Regions from separate parts of the Rattus norvegicus genome. Here region 2 is linked to region 1. Evidence: chromatin contacts called from public Hi-C data. All regions are on one chromosome and are shown on one strand. Each heading gives the region's core, a stretch centred on a gene start, on an enhancer-like site or on the middle of the called end of the contact. The rest is flanking DNA. Distances are from core to core; before and after follow the strand shown. Region 1 has its middle 11 kb from the start of Rack1. Region 2 has its middle 10 kb from the start of Ifi47.

The links. Hi-C and Micro-C count contacts between places; a contact is called where the count stands out from the background.
Region 2: a Hi-C map of liver shows a contact between it and region 1, with 5 times the contacts expected there. The contact joins two enhancer-like sites. A contact is called at or near these places in 8 of 12 Hi-C or Micro-C datasets (the A7r5 cell line, the Rat2 cell line, frontal cortex and 4 more).

The regions. Positions count from the first base shown.
Region 1 is chr10:33,657,486-33,661,867 of GRCr8, forward strand. No RefSeq gene overlaps it. Among named protein-coding and RNA genes, the nearest start is that of Rack1, 11 kb to the right of the region's middle. Within about 2 kb of position 1,791, at least 14 of the 93 cell types and tissues checked have an H3K27ac peak or open chromatin away from gene starts, as enhancers often do. A contact at or near this core is called in liver, where this site is marked.
Region 2 is chr10:33,806,895-33,811,276 of GRCr8, forward strand. No RefSeq gene overlaps it. Among named protein-coding and RNA genes, the nearest start is that of Ifi47, 10 kb to the left of the region's middle. Within about 2 kb of position 2,332, at least 4 of the 93 cell types and tissues checked have an H3K27ac peak or open chromatin away from gene starts, as enhancers often do. A contact at or near this core is called in liver, where this site is marked.

The sequences.
Region 1 (4,382 bases), core at 541-3,040:
CTATCCTAGCTGGGCAGTGGTGGCGCACTCCTTTGGTTCCCACACTTGGGAGGCAGAGGCAGATGGATCTCCATGAGTTCAAGGACACCCAAGGCTATACAAAGAGACTCTATCTTGAGCCCCACCCCCAAAATATGCAAAAAAACAAAAAAAAAAAGGTTAAGTTTGGGTATCGTTTTTTAAATTCTGCACACACTCTGATGGACACTGACACACGCCTTTCATCCCAGCAGTGGGGAAGCACAGGCAGATGGATCTCTGTGAGTTCCAGGTAAGCCAGGGATAGTGAGACCCCCCACATCTAAATAAATACACAGATCATTAATTAATTCTCAGTACAGTCGTCCATGTGTGCACATGTCACAGCATATATGTGGACGCTGGAGACAACTTGAGAGAATCAGTTGTTTCTTTCGACCGCGTAGGTCCTGGGCATCAAACTTGGTAGCAAGTGCCTTACAGCTGAGCCATCTCACTGGCTGTGAAACAGATTTCTTTGTGACTTGTTATCAGTAAATGTTTTATCCTTATCTCTATCTTATATACCTACCGTGTGCTTTCAATAAGAAACGTCTTCCATAGGCTCTTGTATTTGAATGCTTGTTCCACAGTTGGTGCTGTTTGGGGAGATAATGGAACCTTTAGGCAGTTCAGCCTTGCTGGAGGAAGTGCATCCCTGGGAGCAGGCTCTGAGAGTTGATAGCCCGACTGCACTTCCGGTTTTCAGTCTCTTGCTCCTCCTCCCTCTCCCGTAGGCAAATGAACACGTGACCAGCAGGCTTTCCCGGGGCAGCAGGACTCTACGGATTCTCTCCCCTTCTCCCCAACCCCAACCATAGGGCATAGCAAACCCTTTCTTCCTTAAGCTGCTTTTGGCTAAGGCATTTTGTCACAGCAACAGAAAAGCAACTAATATATAATTCATATATCTCCGAATCCCAGGTTGCCTAAAAGGTTCTTGGGCAAAAGGGGTCACAAGTAGCAAAATTTTAAGATCGAGTTTAGTCAGAATAGGATGCTTAGAGCCATGATACCTGGATTCAAATTCCAGTCTCTGAGTAAGTACCTGGAGTTGGGCTGCTTACTTGATTTCAATCTGCCCTCGTGTGTAAAATAAAATTCCTACCTCAGAGGGCTGTTGTGTGAACAACTACAGGAAAAGATTTAAAACGGGGCCTCCCTGGGGTAGGTGATGGCTCTGTTGCTATGGGTTAATCAATACAAACTTGAAGCTCCTTCCAGATTGCATACTTCCTACTGATAAGGACCTAATCTGGTCTCCCCAGAGCCTGAGGATATTACGTGGTAGGGACCACCTCTGCCTGAATCAATAGATGGGGGTGGGGTAGTAACCCTTGGTGTTCCTGTGCTCACAACTTTTGTGAATCAAGAGTCCACAAGCCAGCCAAGCCACCAGCTTTTCTAGCTGGGCACCCAAGCCCCTGTGGTCCTGAAAACCTTCGCTTTCTTTTTCTTAAAGATTTATTTATTATATATAAGTACATAGTACATTGTAGCTGTTTTCAGGCAGACCAGAAGAGGGCATCGGATCCCGTTAAAGATGATCGTGAGCCACCATGTGGTTGCTGGGATTAGAACTCAGGACCTCTGGAAGAGCAGTCCGTGCTCTTAACAGCTGAGCCATCTCTCCAGCCCGTGTACCAAAACCTTCGCTTTCCTCGTCACCTCTCTCTGCTCCACGTGTGAGCACATTCCCTACCCAGAATTGTTCTCCATCCTACACTGCATTTCCTTCTACCTATTTGCCAAAATCCAAGCCAGATAGCACACTCGCTCTCTCAGGGCTTTCACCTGACTAACTCTTCTACTTCCTGTATCAGAGCCAATCAGAATGAACCACCTAATTACGGAGGTTTCAGAATACCTTTACTGCCCTGAGGGGGAAATCCAAGGATAACTTAATGTGCATACCCATATATTTTGAAATAAAAATCAATATAATGTCCTAATCAGATGAAAAAAATACTAAGCTAAAAATTAAATGGAGGCTGGCGACAGGGCTCAGTGGATCACGGTGCTTGCCGTCAAGCCTGACTACTTGAGTTTGATCCCCAGGTACCTCCCAAGTAGCGAAAGGAATAAATCCGGCTTTTTCGCGTTGTCTTATGATGAAGGGGAGGGGGGCGGGGAGGGACGAGAGACCAGAGACAGAGATATACAAAGTCGGACAAGAGGTGGGGGGAGGAGGAGAAAGATTTCGTGCTTAATTTACAGACGAGTAAACTGGGAACAGAAGCGGACACAAGGTGGCAGCACTGAGCTCCAGAGTCCGAGATTTTTGTTCGGTTTTTGGAATGTTTGCTCGCCTGCTCTGCCTTTTTGTACCCCGTAGAAACCCTTCTTGGTTTGCTTGCTTACTGCCTGATGAGTGCTTTAAGCCTCTGAGCCTTCTCACAGACCGCCTCCGAATATTTTAATGTCCAAAAATACAAAATGAATCGTCCACAATTACAAAGGAACCTCCAAGTTCCCGAGTTGCTCTGAAGCTATTTTAGTTTTTTAATTTAAAAAAAAAAAAATAGTTGCCTAGTTTTGAGCCCCAGCACCACAAAAAATGATAAAGATGTGGTAAGTAATACATATACCTCTGAGATAACACATTAAATAACTTACACTAAGGCAAGACCAGTAATTCCAAGCATTTAGAAGTAGTAAAGTGTCCCAGGGATCCATGACAGCCTTCATGGGTCACAAAAACACCCATGCTCTGTCCCCAATCAAGGTTCAAGTCCTGCTCAGCCAGCTACACTTTCTTGTCTTGTTTCCTTGGGACAACTAAATGTCCCCTAGAGGTTCAATTTCCCCTCCGAGTTATAAATGTTTAGTTCACACAGCCCTGGTAGTCCAGTGGTTCGTGTCTCTCTCACGCCTCAGCCTAGCTAGCATGTGTTCCCAGGAATACATAGGTACTAGCAGACTCGTGTGACAAGGATGAGAACAGGTGCATGCACACAGGCCTCACAGCCCAGCTTGGAAAGAATCAGAGCAGACGCTCCCACAGAGAGAGGGATAAAACCAGACACAGGCCGAATTTCGAGGAAGATAGAAAAGAGGAAGCCAGGTCCCTCTCAGGGTCTCTGGCACCAGGCTGAGAAGCCAGACTTGCATCTTCAAAAGGTGCTGCTAGGGAAATGATGCAAGTCTAAAGGATGAAAAATAAGTCAGGGAATCAGGAGCCTCACGGTAACCTGGCTGGTCATAGAACAAGTCCGAGAACTCGAATCTCTAACAGTTCCTAGGTGACAGTTCGTAGTGTCTGGGGACACTTTATAACACATTAGTCTACACAATCCTTTCTTCCTCGTATACATCACTGTTCTGGACTTCTGCTCACAAAATCCCTAACCCCTAGAACCCTCCTACAGCAATGTGCTCTCCAGAGCTGCCGGGGTCCAGCCTTGACACAGGATCAGAGTTCTCAACTGGAAGCAGGGAAATCTGGAAGGTGCATAATAAATATACACAGACCACTCTTTGGGTACAAACCAACAGGCAATTTCAAGGCTTAAAGTTTCTCTCTCTCCCTCTCTCTCTCTCTCTCTCTCTCTCTCTCTCTCTCTCTCTCACACACACACACACACACACACACAGAGTTTGAGGCTGCATGCACACTGCAGTCTCTTGTGCACACTCTGCTTTTCTCTATTGTGCTTTTCTTTTCTCAAACTCCCACACTCATGCACACCTCTGTTCATTACCCTTTCATTCTCACCCACACTCTTCATACACACCTCACACGTATCTCACACACACCACATGCACTCTCCTTTCACTCACACACACAATCTTCATACACACCTCGAGTTCTCTCTTCACTCACTCTTCACATGCTCTCTCCCTCGCTCTCTTCCCCTGCTCTCTCCCTCGCTCTCTCATTCACTCTTCACATGCTCTCTACCCTTTCTCTTGCCCCAGTCTTTTATTGATAATCCAAAAGCAGGTAGAAAAAAGACATTGTATAATCATTACCAAATCAAATTCAAAAGAATAACCACATCCCACAAAGAACTAAGTATTACAATTGTTCCCCAAAGTTTCAAGCTTCCCCTATTCCCAAGCCTGTGGCCAAAATAATAATAATTGTAAACTTATTATTAAAACTTTAACTTTTAACTTATTATGGTTCAGAGCTCAAAGCTCTGAGGTCAGCTACTTGCATTTTCCTGTGAAGCTCTAATTATAAATGACATAGGCAAAGCTGCCAGGCAGTGGCCAGAAAGAATCAAGTTAACCCTTAACTCAGTGGTTCCGCTAGCTTTCTGGTCCTTGCACACAATGACTCTCGTAAGAGTCCCAGCATTTTGACTTAGTTCTTAGTATATAATTTTATATATTCTATACTTCCTTATCCAGGAACCACT
Region 2 (4,382 bases), core at 1,082-3,581, 150 kb after region 1:
CAGAAACATTTGCTTTGGAATAAACATGGACTACGAAGTAGCTGCACTGGCCATGGGGAAGCTGAGGCAGGATTGTGGGGATGACCCCTGAGTAACCCAGAGAGGAGTATCACCAACACCTGGCAGACAGAGAGGAATAGGGTTCAGCTATATTCACATAGTCAGGCTCTTCCTACACATGCAGACTAGAAGGAGGGGTGTAAATAATGTAATAATTGAGGTAGGTGGGGGAATCCTGGATGATCTGTGCTGAGTTGGGTGAGTGGGTACAGTGAGATCAAAGTCTTGATACCCTGGGGACACCCTGACTTCCAGGTCTCACTGTGGAGAGGTTGGGCTGGACCTATCTACTTTATGTTTCATTTTTTAATACTGGTAATTCATTGGATTTTTTTCTTTTGACTTTGGAATGGGATGAAGTGTATTTCCTTCAAGACTTAAGGCTCAGACTGCAAGTTCACTGATACATCCCACCTTGAGGCTGAAGGTTTTGTGGTAGGTGTAACAGAACCTTGGAGAGGACCCATTCCTTCTTCTTCGTGTGGCCTGAGACATGGCCACAGTCTCTCTATTTCCAGGGAAACACCCTGGAGAAATTCCAAACAAGGTGGTGGAGAAACACATGGCTGTTCAATGCTCACTTCCTGGTGTGAAAGGATCGAGTTTGGGTTTTTGTAATGAAACACTTAGAAGGAGAACCTAAGAGGCGTCATCTAAGGGGACAAGTGTGGTACACCAGATTTTCTCCTCAGGTTCTGACTGGGTGTCAGAGGGGCTTTGAAAGATCAGTTACCCAGCTGGTGAGATGGCTCAGTGGGTACAAAGTATTTGCCACACAGGCCTAGAGACCTGAAGTCAAATCCCTGGAGCCATGTAAAGGAGACAGGAGAGAACCAACTCCACAAAATTGTTCTCTGACATTCACACATGCGCTATGGCACAACTATCCATCCTTCCCCCATCCCCCCCAACAAAACACATAGACAAGTAATAGTAATAACAATGATAAATACAAAACCTAAAAAGAATAAATCAGATGGCATTGAACATGTGTCTGTTGCAATCTGACAATATTAAAGAAAAGAGTTAGGTTACTTAGCTGAACCTGGACATGATGCAAAACAGCAGAGGAAAGCTTGCTGGAGTAAAGGGACATGTGGTCCGTGTGTCCCATCTGGCTCAAATGTAAGAGAGAGCTCCTGAGGAGTCATCTCAAGCCCTTTCCTGAGGCATTCTGGGAAGGCCAACTCCAAATGTGATGTGGATGGGAGAGAACATTGGTGTCAGACTTTGTGATTCTCTCTTATGTGAAAGCCTAGATTTAAAATGGTGTGTGTGTGTGTGTGTGTGTGTGTGTGTGTGTGTGTGTGTACACTTATATGTGAGGATGTGTCTGTAGGTCACGAAACCAGAAAGGGGAACATGAAAGGGGAAGAGATCTTAGGGCTAGTGAAAAACAGAAGCGGTAGTGAAGCATACACAATACATAGGCAGAAATTGGAACTAACAGGGGAAGAGGGAACTGGCTGTGGGGAAGGGGTCGTGGGGGATGGTAATGGGGGAGGGAAGTGAATGAGGACAAAGTTTAAAGACATGTGTTGGGGTTCAGATCCAGGACAAGGGGCTGAGGTGCATATTTAACTTACCAAAGTGGACCTGGCCTCCAAGTTCTCCCAGCATTCCTCAGTCCTTACCTGTGACAGGGCATGGATGGATGGTGTACCTGCCCTCTGCCCTAAACTTTCCAGCTGAGGGGTTGGGCTTCCCCTCCCCAAGAAGCCCTTCCCTATATAATGCAGACATTTTGGTTTCCTTCTTCCCATCTCTCTGCATTTTCCTTCTCTCTGCTCGTGAACTCTCTCTCTCTCTCTCTCTCTCTCTCTCTTTCTCTCTCTCCCCCTCCCTCCCTGTCTCCTACCCCATCGGTACTCCCCTGGGCCTCATTCCTTGGGATCAGTGAACCCATTTGAGGGCGTTTCCCAATAAACCGGCTTTTATTATACTCTGACCCGGATTGAATTGGCTCATTTATCAGCAGAGAATAACTTACCGATGTGTATGGAGGTGCCACGACTAAACCCTTACTTTGTATGCTAAAGACTTGATTAATTAACCTTCCTTGTTTTTATGTCTCTGCCTCCAACTGGCAGATCCACCGGGGAACATCAAGTGTGGTCCTGGAAGCTCATGAAATCCATCTCATCTTCTCTCCTTCCTAAGGCCAACACCCAGAGCCTCTCGCCTTCCCTTTATAAATCATTCCCACTCCCCTACCTACCTTTGAGTCTCTGCCAAATGCTAAACACAGGCTGGCTGACTTCCTCGCCTCCTTGCCAGCAGGCTCTGAGTAAAGATCCCATGTTTGCTTTCCCTTTGGATTTTCATTGTCAATCCTACAGGTTCCAAGAAGGATCAAAAAGGAAGCTGGAAACCAAACGAAGACGAATCACGTATTATCCAAACATATGGGCTGCGACTGAGGTAGGCCTGATGGAAATGTATAGCTATAAATGCCTGTGTTAAGAATACAAGAAAAGGGCTGGATAGATGGCTCAGTGGTTAAAAGCTCTTCCAGAGGTCCTGAGTTCAATTCCCCACAACCACTTGGTGGCTCACAACCATCTGTAACGGGATCTGATGCTACCTATGGGCATGCGAGTGTACATGCAGATAGAGCAAATAAAATAAATAAGTCTTTAACTAGCTAACTAAATAAGTCTAGTAGCAATTTATTATGAAAAAAGAATACAAGAGAAGGAGGACTTGGTAAAGAACCGTGATGTTTTAAAGGCCTTAAACCAACAACCTATCCAATCTCCTGCTCTACACACAGTTTAGAAACTTGAAGACAGAAAAGCAAAGTCCGTCTGAGAGGAAGTGGAGAAGTGAGGATCAGAGCAGGCCAGAAAAGATTGGCAAAAACCAACTGAAGGAACAGAAGAGAGAAGAAGGGAAGGACATGGTCCCAGGTTTCAGCCCCAGATGAATGAAAAACAGAAATAAAAATGAAAGCAAAAGGACAAGGCCTAGGTAAGCTGTAGGAGAAATTTTATGATAGATAAAGAGCGTTGACAGAAGCAGAGACATCTGGGAGAATCCAGAGTGACCAAACTGAGCTGAATGTAAGAGAGAGGGAGGCAGAGGGGGAGGGAGAAGGGAGAAGGGTCCAGGTGCCGCAGTCAGGAGGCCCAAAGGTACAAAGAGAAGGTAACCAAAAGGGTTGGATTACATAGGGAAGAGCCACAAGCACATAATACCCTTCCCGGCAGAAAAAAGCATGTCTATTTATCTTTGTATGTTTGTCTCTCTGCTGATACATAGCCACAATTCTTTAGATAAATGCCACTCCATTATAAGGTACAACGAACATGTGACTTTCTACCACAGGACACTGGGTGCAGGGGAGGGGTTTTTCCTATAAGCAACGTGAGGGCTGAAGCTGCCGAACTGCAGGTGGGCTGTGGTTCCTCAGGAAGGTGGGAGGAAAGCTAGGAGAGAGGAGGGGAAAAGGGAGTCAGTGTCTTTAAGTTGCCCACGTGGTGGTGGGGCCCAAAAGGGCATAGTAGCAGGTTTTGGGAGCCACAGAGAAACCTACAGAGCTCCAAGTGGGGGAAGGGTTCCATGCTGCTGCAGATGGCGCTGCAGCCCCTGCAGTAGAGGAGGAGATGGGGAGACCAGGAGAAAAGGGAGATGTCCGCGCATGGGTGTAGAAGGTCAGAGGTATTAGCAGGCTGCAGGACCAAAAGAGGTGCCCACCGGGAGGGCACAGCAGGCCAGAGCCCAGAGAGATGGGAGCCGCTGTTAGAGAGCAGGTAGGGAGAAGCAGCAGAGGAAGACTTGGACTCTAGAGCTTGGAATCAAATTTTGTGAGTGGCAGAAATAAATACATACCTTAGGAGCGTTAGACCAGCAGCTTGGTTCTGGGAAGTTCGGTTCCTTCTACTCCAGTTTATTCAGTACCAGCTGCTTGCTCGGGTTTTTGAGGTCCTCACCTTTGTGTTCCATAAGTTCTGCCTTGTATTTTCACTACCTTCTAAAGTGCCCATTTTATACAGATCCCAACACGACCGTGGTGGCCTTGGTAACTATAGATATTCTGGCCTTTATGGTGGGGCCGTTGGACAATGGTGTGAAGTGATGTGCATTCAGCCTAAATGGAGTGGTAGCTGCTGGATTTGGGTCCTTCCCCAGGCAACCTCACGTGTTGAAACCTTCTTGGGAGGGTAGCCAGCCATAGTGGGCTCTCAGCTCGCCTAGCGGCACGAAGGCACACGGCTATTTTGAAGTTACCAGCACATTTCTCCTTTTGCATACGGATATTTAACACATTGCACGAGATAGCATAGTGTTTACTGTGTACCAGGCTGTAAGACAATTTCACC